2 separate regions of the Monodelphis domestica genome follow, and region 1 is linked to region 2. The links are chromatin contacts, called in public Hi-C maps. All regions are on one chromosome and are shown on one strand. The core of a region is the stretch at or near the end of the contact, and the rest is flanking DNA. Distances in the headings are between cores, read along the strand shown.

Region 1 (6,982 bases), core at 2,289-4,788, 78 kb after region 2:
CGGCTTTGGGAAAGCACCAGCCCCAGTACAAAATGGCGGGGGAAAGGGTGGTATCGCAGGCACTAGCCACGAGGAGCAGCAGCTCAGCTCCCCCTGCAATGCAGCACCAAGTGGGGAGGGGGAAGAGTGGGGGGCCGGACACCAGCTTCTTCCGGGGGGCGGGGGCCTGGGCCGACCCCCCTCCCCCGCCTGCCGTCTCTACCTTAGCTTCCCCTCCCACCTCACCAAACTCCCCCACCCCCGACACGGGCCCATTCGGGCGGCGCGGCCGCCGCAGCCTCCGCAGCCTCCGCCTCGCTCCGCAGAGCCCCAGCTAAGGCAGCTGCAGAAAATGGCTGCCAAAGCTGCGCCAGCCGCCACGCTGTCGTAGGGGAAGAGGCGAAAGCTCCCTTCCACGCTCTTCCAGCGCAGCCCCCATCCAGATCCCCGATCGGAGGGTGCCCTCACTGAGACCCAGCGCCGAGCTGCTCGGGCGGTTAGAAAGAGGGGGGCGGCTGGCATTTACCTGCCATCTGGGAGGGCAGGGGACAGAGGGGCGTGTACATCTGACTCCCCCCTCCCCCAGTCTTTACATACACACGGACACACCCCAGGCCCCCCTTTTCTCTTTCCTATCTAGAGTCACAGAGGAGAAAATAAATTCTGATCACTTAAGTGTTTGTGTCACACACAAAATCTGCCTCTCCTTTAATATATCTAATATATGTATATTTTTAATCAATGCATTAGAGTGAGTCTAATCCAGCCTAAAACTGACCTTCTTCCAGGGAAAATAATTGCCATAGCCTAAAATGCCGAAAGATTTGCTCCCGGAACTTTCAGGAGATGATCCGGGTGAATGCCCCGGCGTGCCACGTACTCTAGCAGGTGCAGGGAGGCTCGTCCACCGCTGCCTCCCAATCCGGAGTCAACTCAAAACCGAGCTCACCCTGAGGGGGCCCCTTCCGAGGGCCCCACTCCGAAGCTCCTCTGGGTTTCCATTCTCCCTGGATTGAGAAACCTCTAGAGGTAGCATCAGGATAGGCTGGACATGGACTGGGGGAGGGAGTAAGGAGTGAAGGCGGAGGGGTATGTGGGATGGCGCGGGAGGCGGCAGAACCCGGTTGGGAAGAAGAGAAATTTCCTCCAGTGATCCAGGCGAGAATGGTGTAGAAACGAAAAATGCGACTGGGGAACCTCTTCACTGGTTTAGGGTTCTAGATCTCAGACTAAGCAGAGTGCAGCCTATCCTGCCCGCTGCTCCGCTGAGGTGGTATCTCCAATACAAGGTCGGACTGAATGGAAGAAATGGGGGGTAGGTGGGGGGGGTTGATCTATATTTGTTTTGCATATATGTTTTACGTCTAAGAAGTTCCCCCTCCTCCTCACTCCTTTCTTTTCAAATACGTTCTCAACTCTTCTTAGCAACTCCTTCAACCTAGAAAACATACATAAAATCAGTGAGATTGGGACTAGGTCAAAGAAATTCTAATCACAGATTTGGCTTTTAGTCGTTTGATTAAGTGGACTTGTCAAAAGTATGGAGAAAAAGAGGGGCCCCTGAGTCCTTGGAAGTGCCAAGACCGGGAGTCGGGGATGAGAGAGGAAAGGTCTGCTTGCTAATCACCCGGCTTCGAGGTTCTCACCAACATAAGGTTGATGTTCTTCATTTATATACATTAACAAGATTATCTGGGTATGTTTGACGTAAAGAATGTTTCTATTTGTGCCGCAACGAGCTTCTGGAGCACCAAAAGATGTAGTAGTGAATATGTGACATGGCTGCGGATATGCATATTATAGTATATGTGCTTCAAGGAAACATGTGATACATGTCATGTGCTAACCACCCAAGACCTACGAAAGGCAGTACAGTATAGGGGAAAGCTGCTGACCAGTGTCCCGGTGCGTTAAGGGAAATCTCGTTTTCTAGCAGGGATAACACGGAAGCAGCAAATCTTAGCCAAGGTCAGAGAGAGATACGGCGCTAGCACCAAGCAGGGGCTGTTTCTGCGGCACACAGCACTTCCTTCCTTCGAAACTGCAACGAAGCAGCATATCTAACTAAATACACAGAAAAGCGCAGACTGTTCCTTGCTCCCGAACCCCACCTCCTTTGGTTCGTGCTCCATGGGAAATGTCAGCTATTAAGAAAGAAGGTCGGAGGGCAAAAGCAAGGTTGTCTAGGCGCAGGACAAGGTTATTTATACCTCTCCGACCATCCTTCATCCATCCGGAACCAGAGACTCTGTGGTTGAACGCTTCCCCCAACTGGACTGCTCATCCGAGAGAAACTGCCCAGTAGGGGACAGTGCTGAGCGCGTCCAGTGGTGACAGGTGGGGAAAGCTCGCCCACAACCTCCTCTAAGTGATCGCCCTTTGGCCTCCTTGGCGGTGTACTTAAGGGTTTCTAGAGTGATAGTCCCTCACTGCTCATGGAGTAAGGGGCTGAGGCGGGGAACAGGGAGGAGACGAAGAATAAAATACCAGACCTTGTGTATGTATTTACCCGGAGTCTTTTCCACGACGCATGTGTATACGCCTATGTGTATTCCAGGCTGGGAAGATGGGGGTCATACCATAAAGTCCAATGTCATCCATTCACTGAACCTGTTTGCTGGTGAGACTCTAAGGTCCTAAAGGGAGTCGCAGATCCCAGCTTTGGAGCTCTACAGTAATATAAAACTTCCCTTCGCCCCTACCCCCCACCGCTTACCCTTCTGGGTGGGCAACGGAAAGGGATCCAAGGTCAAAGGCTGAACTTACTTTGGCACTGTCACTTCTTCAATTCCCTGAATATTCCAGTATTTTTTTTCCAGGGAAGCAAGGGAAATCTTTCATCACTTAATTTTCCTATTCCTAATTTTGCTTCTAGATTCCTCAACAATTGGCAGGTTTTTAAAAAGAACGTTTTAGAAGGAGCATCGATTTAGTAGTAGTAATAAATACTAAGCAGAAAACCCATCCTAAAGAGACAGCCTCGTCGATATTAATTTGATTAACCTAATGAAAGATTCGAACCCTCGATTAGTCAATTCTCACCCTTCTACCTACTCGGTTTCCTCCTCTCCTTGGCTAATTGTTCCAACCACCTTCCATGAGACCAAAAAGAAAAATCATTCCTAGATCCCTATACGTGTCTGTGCGTATGTGTGCGCGCGCGCGCGCGCGCCATGAAGCTGCTACTGGGCTGCCCCCCCACCCCGCTGCTCCATCCATTCCCAAAGTCCCCTCCCCCATCCGGGGCTTCCCGCTCCTTTGCTGATCCTTTTTCTGCCTGCTTTGGGGAGGGGGAGTGCGTGGGGAATGAGTGGGAGGCTGGGAAGGAATGGAAAAGGGGAGCAAAGAGACGAGTGAAAAGGCGGCGGGGGGGGGGATTTGGAGAGAGAGGGAAGAAAAAAGAGGGGAAAGGAGGGGTAAAAAAGAGAGGGGGCAGGCACGGAGGTGGGTGGGGGAAGACGTCTGGCTCTTTTCCACTCGTGAGAGCTGGTTGCTGAGATACCAGCTAGCCAATAATATCTCACCAGCTCACTCTAGGCTCAGCTCTGTTGCCTTATATGGTGTAACCATTCTGTGGGGCGCTGGTACACAACACCATATATGGGCAGGAACCTAAATACAGTATATACCTTGTTCTCCCTTTGCCCAAGACAAGTTAAAAGGGGATTGATGGGGAGCGCGGCCAAGGCCCGGCTGCAGCACGCTCCAAGATCCCAAAGGTCAGGGAGGCGGGAGTAGTGATAGGAACAACCCATTCCTGCCCAGATGTGGCAGCCTCAATTCCAGCCTTGCCCCAGATGTGGCAGTAGGAATGTACCATCTGCCACTGCAGTCCGGGTTTCTCTCTTTCTTTTTTTCCTTTGCTCTCGCTCTAGGTTTCTGAGATGCAGAAGCAGTTGATCCACACTTCTATTTTTAAAAATAGTAATAAGAGAATGACCAACGGCATCAGCTCCAGGGAAACATAACAGGGAAGAATAGGGAGAGGAAAGAGAAAGAGTCCCTCGAAACAGGTGTTTGGGGGAGTTCCTCTAGCTTCCTCCATATGCTTCACTTATCCTAACCCAAAAATGGTGTGAATCTAATTTACTGGGAAAGGCCAACTGGTTGCCGATCTCTTTCGGATTCCTTTCCTTCCCAGTCCTCTTACTCTCCGGTGAAACCCCAATGACATCGGCTCTCCCAAGGTCTTAGACCCCGGAGGTTTGGGCCGAAGGTGGAGATGGGAAGAGTGTGAGTGTGAAAGAAGGTTGGAATGGGTTGAAGTTGAATTTATCAGCTGGGGATTTTTTTTTTAATGTCCCAGCTGCCTAAGGGGAATACGATGGCTACGTGCTACCCTATGGGGGTGGGGGGGCACTCCACTGCAGGAATAGAGAGTTTAGAGGCAGCGAGTTGTGCCTTATAACTACTATTTTTCGTCCACAGATCTCTACGCGATTTCCTGACTTCAACATATTGCTCACAAGCCACTGAAGTATCTTCTAGCTCATATTCTTCAGTCTGAGAGGTTCTGGAGTTCATGATTCTGAGCTCCCATATCAAATTCAACCTGGAGAGGGAAAGCAAAAAGAATAATCTGAGGTTTTGGGAATGTGAAAGAGTCCCCTCTCCAACCTCCCAAGACTCTTAAATTCCCAGAGGACCAGCTCCGTTGAACAAGAATGGTTTTCTAGAGGGACTAATATCTTGAATTTGGGACATCTAGGTTCTCATCCTTCTACTTCACCTGCCTTAAAAGTTCCTAGCCTTGCTCACCGTCCTAAAGCCTTTTTTAAGAAAGAAGTCTTTCTTTCCTTACTTCCTGGCAGGGCAAGTCACTCACTGTAAGAGTGGACTTAAGCAGCCTTACCACCCACGCTGTTGTGTGGGAAATGGGGAAAGAGAATTAGGAAGGTGTAAAGATGGGGACCGACAAAAAGAATTTAGATTCCAAGTTCTTGTTGGAGTAGGGCTTCCCGGACGGACGGGTGTGCCTCATCATAGTTCTGCACTTTTGGAAACGCAGAGGAGGGATGAAGACAGCCAGGGCACCGCCTGGGTGAGACCAGAAAACCTCCTGAACTTCCAGTTCTTCAGGAATTGAGTCTTCAGTACTACAGAACTGGCCTTGTTGGACCTAGCGTCACAATATCGTATAGATTTCTGTAAAAGCCACAGTCTCATTACTTCTATCATCCCCAAGCACTGGTCCCCACCTTGTGATGGTTTCTCCAGATCTGAGTGATTGCGAGTGATTGATTTCCTAGGGACTAAGGGAACGAAGACTTAATTTTATTGCTCCAGAAGAACCCTTCCCCTCAGCCCTTTTAGCTCCAGGTCTGATCTACTCCAACGACGAAAATCCTGTCAAAAGAAACGTTCTTTCCTGCTAGATTCAGAAATTCCTTTAGGTTTGGAGAGAAGTTCCGGTCCGATTCAAGTTGGTGCCAGCTTCGAAAGCTGAGGCTCAGACTGCAAGAAAGTCACTTTCTCCTGATCTTCAGAGGAGGCTATTTCCAGTAGCGTGATGCCACCTATAGAATGTACCTGGAATTAATCTGGAGTTGAGGTTTAGCAGTCAGCAATTTGCAGGGAGATGGGAGTCAAAAGAAGGCTCCTACGGGAAGATTTTCTTAGTTGGTGATTTAATAGTTCCAAGGCATATTCTAATCACCAAGAGTTTCTTCCCACTTTCTTCTTATTTTCCAGGCTCTTTGCATGCACATTGATGTGGTTTAAGACAACAACAAAAACAACTCTACTGTCACAGGAGAATCTGAGTCATGGAGGGGAACATTACTCTGATCATGAAATTAAAACTTATAAAGGGCCTAAACTTCTTCTCCACACTTCTAGAATGTGTGTTTTTCGTGCCTGTTGAAGTGTCCGAAGTATTCTTTGGGAAAAGAGAGAGGAGAGGTAGAAGAATAGACAGACAGACAGAGACAGAGACAGAGAGAGGAAAGGGAGAGAGAGAGAGACAGAAACACAGAGACAGACAGAGGGACAGAGAGAGACTGGGAAATGTTTGTGTTTATTGAACTTCTATGGAAGTACCCCAGTGTTTGTTGGGACATCTTAGTGTGATGGCTGGTGTGTATATGACTTCTTTTTTCTCACCTGATGTTCCATTCAATATGTCTGAATTCTCTTACTGACACTTTAGAATATATTCAGCAGAGTTGGGGCAAATCGATGAATATGAATAGTATTCCTCACCCCTTACTTTCTCCCCCCACCCCTCATAGCCATAGCTGATTCTAGACTCAGACTCCTGAATCCTAGAAAGATCTAAGAATCTGGACCATTAGTATAATAGCAAGATGATTCTTTGTTTGCCCCTTGGAATACGATCCTCAGTGCCCTAGAAAGCAAGCAAGATTCGATTCTTCCTGTCTTAGACTGATGGAATTCCTCTTTATATATCTATCACATTGTTCGAGAGAACCTTGCCTGGAAGAGCCATACAACCTTTTGGGTTGCCTGAATCTTTATGTCAGTCTGTCCAAAGGCATATATATTTTGTGCTTGTGTGATTTTTTTTTTCTGTGTGCATATATACACTGGACCCTCTACATTTCCCATGAACACTGACTGAGAGTTGAGATTCTGGAACTTCTATGGGCCTAGAATAGCATCCTCTCATTCTCCCCAGTAATTCATTTAGGCTGACTGCCTTGATTCTTCTTTGCCTTGTTAATTCTTAGGGGTAGGATCTTGCTAGCTGAGGGAGGGAGGTAATTGCTTTAGGCTCCCCCCCCCCAATCTGCTCAGTACCACCCATAGCTGAGAACCAAGTTGAATTCTGAACCTCTGCCAAAATGTAAGAGACTCTTGAATAGATTATGCCCCCGAGGAAGAGCTTTCCCCTGTTTTTATGTGTAACTGGTTCTCGCATTTGCTGGTCCCAGGAAAGAAGTAAAGAGGAAGTCTCTAGTTAACGGGAGGGACCACTTGAATTGTCTATCTTCTACTCTGGAACCCAGCCTGGGATTCATTTCTTCATTTTGAGAACAGTCTC
Region 2 (6,813 bases), core at 3,642-6,141:
TCCATAATCCAACAAAGAAGAAAGAAATAATAATAGTTAGCATTTATAGAGTGCCTTAAGGAAAAGAAAGGCGGAAGGGAGAGAGGGAGGGAAGGAGGGAGAGAGAGAGAGGGAGGGAAGGAGGGAAGAAGGAATGAAGGAAGGAAGGAAGGAAGGAAGGAAGGAAGGAAGGAAGGAAGGAAGGAAGGAAAGAAGGAAGGAAGGAAGGAAGGAAGGAAGGAAGGAAGGAAGGAAGGAAGGAAGGAAGGAAGGAAGGAAGGAAGGAAGGAGGGAAGGAGGGAAGGAGGGAAGGAGGGAAGGAGGGAAGGAAGGAAGGAAGGAAGGAAGGAAGGAAGGAAGGAAGGAAGGAAGGAAGGAAGGAAGGAAGGAAGGAAGGAAGGAAGGAAGGAAGGAAGGAAGGAAGGAAGGAAGGAAGGAAGGAAGACCAAAGGATAGTTATTTAGGTCAGAGAGAGGAAAAGGTAGGAAATCATTGGAGACCCAAGCTGTACTTGGTTCAATACCATAACACCTGCAGGAAATGCATCAGTGTCCATCTGTCTGTTAGGTTCTATTTTGGGAAAGAGGGCAGAAGTCAAGCTTATTAAAATCTGAATATCTCTGCTGGTAAGTTACCAAGGTAGAGATGAAAAAGCAACACCAGCAGTATGTGGGAGTGATTGAGCTTCTAATACCTTATCTCAATGTACATAACAGCTGTAGACATTTTTTTAATTCTGAAACCATTTCTCTCCTGTACTTGCAATATTTCACGGCCCTCAGGGGAGAGAGACAGAGAGACAGAGAGAGGTAGAGAGAGAATATGCAAGTAAAACAATTGAAAAAATGAAGGGCCTATTCTATTTGGAACGTTTTCCATGAGATACAGCCATTTCGGGGGAGGAATCAAAGAAAGCACTGTTTTCAAGCAAAAGAAGAGATAGATTTGCCTGTGAAGCTCTGGATCAGAGTGAGACAAAGAATACAAAATCACTATTATAATCATTATTGTCAAATCTCAGGCAATCACCTTCATGACAGAGACCAGCTGAACATTCAGGAGAAATCTATAGTGTTAGATCTAGTTCTAAACTATTCAAAATAGGAGGAGGGGGAGGGAGGGAGAGAGAGAGAGAAAGAGAAAGAAAGAGAGAGTTATAATCTAGAAACTGGCCTGCTAGCTGTTTTCCATACAGTGACCTTCTATCCCCTGCTGATATGCCTTTGTACAAGTGGTCTCCCATATCTGGAATGCACACTTTCACCTCTGCCTCTCAGGCTGTCTAGCTTCCTGCAAAACATTCAGGTACCATCTCCTCTATGAGGCAGTTCATAATCCCCTAGTTAATTAGTTAATTAGATATCTCTCTCTCTCTCTCTCTCTCTCTTCTCTCTCTCTCTCTCTCTTCTCTCTCTCTCTCTCTCTCTCTCTCTCTCTCTCTCCTCTCTCTCTCTCTCTCTCTCTCTCTCTCTCTCTCTCTCTCTCTCTCTCTCTCTCTCTCTCTTCTCTCTCTCTCTCCCTCTCTCTCCTCTCTCTCTCCTTCTCTCTCTCTCTCTCTCTCTCTCTCTCTCTCTCTCTCTCTCTCTCTCTCTCTCTCTCTCTCTTCTCTCATCTCTCTCTCTCTCTCTCTCTCTCTCTCCTTCTCTCTCTCTCTCTCTCCTCCTTATCTATACCTATTGTATACTCCAGAAGACTACTGGCCTTCTTTAGGGTAGAGTCTCTTTTTCCCTTTTCTTTTCCTGCCTCTGAGGCCCCAATACCTAGTGCAGTGCCTTGTCCATAAGCACATTATAAATGCTTGTGAAGTTGAATTGAATTTAAAAGGGAAGGATGTCAGGATGATATTTGTAAGATTCTATTGCTGTTAATTTGGGGAAAGTGGTCCTGGATACACCCAAGAACTAGTCTCTATAGCCAGCAGGGTTTGATTCCAAAGACAAGGAATTCAATCCAACAGGGTAGATGGACTTCAGATTAAATTGATGTTTCCTATTCCCCATCACTACAATTCTTGGAGTCTATTCCAGAATGAAGAATGGTTAATTGTGGCTATTTAAGACCTTTATAAATGATCTCTCTTGCTTCTTCAACCTCTCCTTCTGCTGCTTTCCCACATAAATAGCTCTATGAAACCCATTCTTTGGTCTCTATGAGAGCCTAAGCAGGGAAAAAAACTCAGAACTTTCTGTGGAACTTCAGCCACTAATTGTACATCATCTGAGACAAAATTCCAACCTATCTGCTACTCCTTTTCAAAGTTCCCTGGTGTATGAGGCTGCCAATTTATTGGATTCCCTTTTACAGGTTACCTGAGTTAATGAAGTATTACAGGTTGTTTCCTTTGGTATGACATATCCTTGGGTATGCTAGGATTTTATTGCAAACATGAGTGCTTTTCTTTGCCCTCTCTGTTAGCCAGGCTTGGGAAGCTTCTGTTACAGTGAAATGTCAAGACAGTTTTTAATAAGATATGAAAGTAATGAATTTTCAGAGAAAATTCAACTTTTTTTCCTTCTTAAGTAAACCTTTGACTAGGGAAAATATTTCCAGGCAGTGTTTCATTTCTGCCACTCTTCACACCAGATACTAATTCTTACATTAACTCTCCTCTCAGCACTCCGGGGAAATCTAAATTGTAATATCAGTATGCTTTTTATTGGCTCTTTGATAGTAGAAGAAGGAACTCTGATTATCTTACTCTGCGTTTTCCTATTTTTTTTATTAAAGAAAAAAATAAAATACTTATAGACCTCATTTAAACACCAAGAGAAGTACTTAAGATATGTGCCTTTTTAAAGAATTAATGTCCTACACTAATGCATTGCTGGTAGAGTTGTGAATTGATTCAACCATTCTGGAGGGCAATTTAGAACTATGCCCAAAGGGCACTAAAAGTCTGTCTGCCCTTTGATCCAGTCATAGCACTGCTGGTTTTGTACCCCAAAGAGATAATAAGGAAAAAGACATGTACAAGAATATTCATAGCTGGGCTCTTTGTGGTGGCAAAAAAATTGGAAAATGAGGGAATGCCCTTCAATTGGGGGATGGATGAACAAATTGTGGTATATGTTGGTGATGGAATACTATTGTGCTCAAAGGAATAATAAAGTGGAGGAATTCCATGGGAACTGGAACAATCTCCAGGAAGTGATGCAGAGGGAAAGGAGCAGAACCAGGAGAACATTGTACACAGAGACTGATACACTGTGGTACAATTGAATGTAATGGACTTCTCCATTAGTGACAATGCAGTGATCCTGAACAACCTGAGGGATCAACGAGAAAGAACACTATATCCACATTCAGAGGAAAAACTGTGGGAGTAAAAACACCGAAGAAAAAATAACTGCTTGATTACATGGGTCGAGGGGGAAATGAACATCCTAGTGCAAACATCAACAGCATGGAAATAGGTTCTGATCAAGGGCACATGTAATACCCAGTGGAATTGTGCCTGGGCTACAGGAAGAGTAGGGGGAGGGGAGGAAGGAATAGAATATGATTTTTGTAAGCAGGGAATAATGTTTGAAATTGACCAAATAAAAAAGGCTATCTGCTGACATAAAAGAAAAAAAAGAATTAATGTCCTAGTCATTAAGTTATGTTTCTTGTCATTCTTATGGGACTAAATAAAGATGAAGCACATGAGGTTAAAAATTCTGTGAGATGATTGGTTCTAGGTTTTTGAAAACCAGTCTTCTCAGCTTCTCAGACAACGCAAGTAGTAGTAAGTCATTTCGGAGTCAGCTTGTATGAAGTTGCCAAGCTCCGAAGGAAAGATATTTTCTCTGCTCTCATACCTGTGGGTAGTAGCAGAAATGAAATACCAACAACAACTCCAAACTCTTCTTTCTGCTCCAGGGTGCTGGATAACCCAAAGTTGGAATCACACAGGTCCTTGACGTCATTGATCTGTTTAGCTCTTGCAGAGTCCTTCAGGAGTAGTCTGCCCCCTAGGGGAGAGTTTATCCAGTGCAGGCTCCTTCCCCCTCACTTACACCAATGGTCCACAGCTGGAGCCTGTGGAGGAGGAAGGGAGGGCGAGGAGAGTGAAATAAGAATCCTGGAAGAAAGGTAATAGAGAGCCTGAGAGAGCCTTGTAGACATTACCTCGTTTGTGCCCTTTGCTCTCCGAGAATAGGGGCATTTTAAGGACCTTAAAAATGACTCTAGGTATAATTGAATTTGTTGATAGTTAGAAAACTAAACGAAAGATTCTTTTTATGCAATGAACTGGGTGGGGAGTTTAAGCACATATGAATTATTTTTTATTTGTTTCGTTTCAAGAAGGGCCTGTTGGTAAAGACAAGGTCAGAGGACATGACCGGGCTGAAGAATTGAGAAAGAGGGAGACGGTGGATGGGGGTGTGCAGTGGTGGCGAATTCAAATCAGAATAATTTGTTACCTATTACCGGGTCTGTCACTTTCCTGTGCACGTTTATTCCTCTAGTTGCGTAGGCCTAAAACAGATCTTGTTCTGTGCTGCTAAGGATTCATCTTCCCTACACCCATTGCCCTACCCCGTTCTTCTTCCCTCCCTTTTGCAGACCACTCTTCTAGATTCATATAAATCCTCTTTCCTGGGGCTGAGACGATTCGTGTCAGCCCAGCCCCCCAAGACTTCGTGCCCCTGAACTGAGCATCGATCGTTTGTTAGAGTAATGATAAGGCAGCCAGACTGCTGCTGCAGCTGCTCCAGAAAAATCAACCCCCGCCTCCCAGAGGCTCCCCACTCTCTCTCTCCCCCATTCTCCACCCTCTCTCGGCACGAGCTACACCGGAGGCGGCCTCCTCGCCCCTTCTGATCTGCCAAACCCAGCTCTTCTCGTTCTAAGGAAGCTTGGGCCTGAGGAAGGAAGGGGGTGGGAACGAGGAAACTGGCTGCTGGGCCCAGGGCAGCTAGTCTTGGCTTGGCTCAGCAGCCTATGCATACGCCGCCACCGGGGGCGCGCGCGCGCTGACACACACGCACACAAGCACACATTCACACACACGCATGCATATACACACACGTCTCAGGAGTTGACCGATTTGCATAGCTAAATACCCTTCCCAGCACACGCGCTTAACCCTTTGCACTTCCACGAAGTCTGGATAGCCCCAGATAACTAGGGAAAGGGGGCCTTGAGGGCGATGGAAGGGTACATTGTGTGTGTGTGTATGAAGTTATAGGGTGTGGCTGCATTTAGGATTGAAGACAATTTAAGCATTTTCGGGGCGGGGGTGGTGGTGGTGGTGGTAAACTGTCATTTCACGTGCAGCTTTTCAACTGCAGATCTCGGAAGGAGAGGGGGATGGGAAAAGGTGTGTGTGTGGGGGGGTGTGGAACCTGCTGTTTTGTGTGGTGGGCACCAATGGGTTTCAGGGCATGGTTGGGAGAAGCCCGGCTCAGAGAGAGGGCTCTGAGAGCCAGTGGAGGGTGTTACCAATGGAAGGAGAAATTCTCGGGAGTCAGACCTAAATAAAATAAACACAATCTTAGGGAAAGCGCCCCAACGGAGGGCAGCCCAAAATAGAAGACTCGACTTTTATTATTTAAAAAAGTGAATCCGGAGTGGGAATAAATGTCTATTGGATTGGTTGGGGGTTCTATGACAAGGCCTCCGCTTTCTCCGATTTTTCACTGTTGGGGAGGGGAAGGGGGCAGTAAACTGCTTTGCTTTGACTTTTGAAAAGTAGGGGCTATATTCTGTTTTTAAATTCCTCCTCTCCCCTCTTTGTGCCCCACAATTCTCTGCATTCAATTGTGTGCGCGTATGTATTTATGTGTACGTGTAAGGGCGGGAGGAGCGAGGATGAGTACGATGGATATCCCAGAGTTCCAGCGAGTGGAAAAGGAGTGGAGTCTGGATCTGAGGCCGAATCTCCAAATTGGCTATTTCTAGCCCAGAGGCTTCGGATCTCTCTTTCGCTGCGAGTTGGGGGCTTGCCTACGCTCTTCCCTCCAGTCCCCTGCCTCAATCTATTGCTGGGGCACCCATTCCGGTTCTACAGTCCGTAATAGAAAAGGTGGAGGGATGCAAAATATTGAGTCGCCACGAAGCTGTAAGATCCAGGGCATCAGGAACTAAACTTTTCTACCGAAAGCATGGGGGGGGGGGGGTGACCATAAAGAGCTAATTCCCTCTCTCTACCCCACCCCCACCCCTAATTGACAGAGGGTTCGAGTGGAGAGTTCCTGAAAGTTGCTGAAGTCTGGAAGTCAAAAAAAGAAGGGAGTAGAAAAGAAGACTATTGCATTCCTCCTTTGCAACTTTTCCCCGGAGAATCCAGCACGTTTCCCCGAAGGATTCCCCTCTGTCACCACTAAAAATACAGCGTTAATAATATTCACAATAAAGTTAGAGTTTCCAGACTGGTCCAGAAATGAACGGTCTAGTAAATCCCGAGGAAGATTTGTTGTTATACTCTGTAAATTCCCCTTCAATCTCATCTTTCAGAAATCTCACCTTCTGTTCCCTTGGAGATTGAAGCTATGAAAGAACACGACCACTTAATAATGGGACTACTTACTGGCCCCAACTAGTTCTGAAAAAGTTACCAACTAGTTCAGGAAAAGTTACCATCCAGTGAAAAACTACATAGCGGCTCTTGAGTGGGAAAACTTTAAAGTGGGGTGGAGAGAACTTCTCTGTCTCCGACTTCAGGAAGGAATTCCCCTTCGAGGAAGAGAAATTATGAACTAAGAACTTTTAGGGGAGTACATATTTCCCGGGGTTTGAGCTCGAGCGTTTAATTGGGTTGGGAGAAACTGGAGATGGGGGTGGGAAGAGCTAACGCGTTTTCCCTTTATCAGTTATCAGGTTGTCGCTATCTATGGGGATCCCAAGTTT

Evidence for each region. Hi-C and Micro-C count contacts between places; a contact is called where the count stands out from the background.
Region 1: a contact with region 2 is called in a Hi-C map of spleen and liver, with 4 times the contacts expected there. The contact joins two enhancer-like sites.

What each region holds. Positions count from the first base shown.
Region 1 is chr2:235,566,388-235,573,369 of mMonDom1.pri, forward strand. No RefSeq gene overlaps it. Among named protein-coding and RNA genes, the nearest start is that of CBX8, 17 kb to the right of the region's middle. Within about 2 kb of position 3,539, at least 2 of the 2 cell types and tissues checked have open chromatin away from gene starts, as enhancers often do.
Region 2 is chr2:235,487,085-235,493,897 of mMonDom1.pri, forward strand. No RefSeq gene overlaps it. Among named protein-coding and RNA genes, the nearest start is that of CBX4, 7.0 kb to the right of the region's middle. Within about 2 kb of position 4,892, at least 2 of the 2 cell types and tissues checked have open chromatin away from gene starts, as enhancers often do.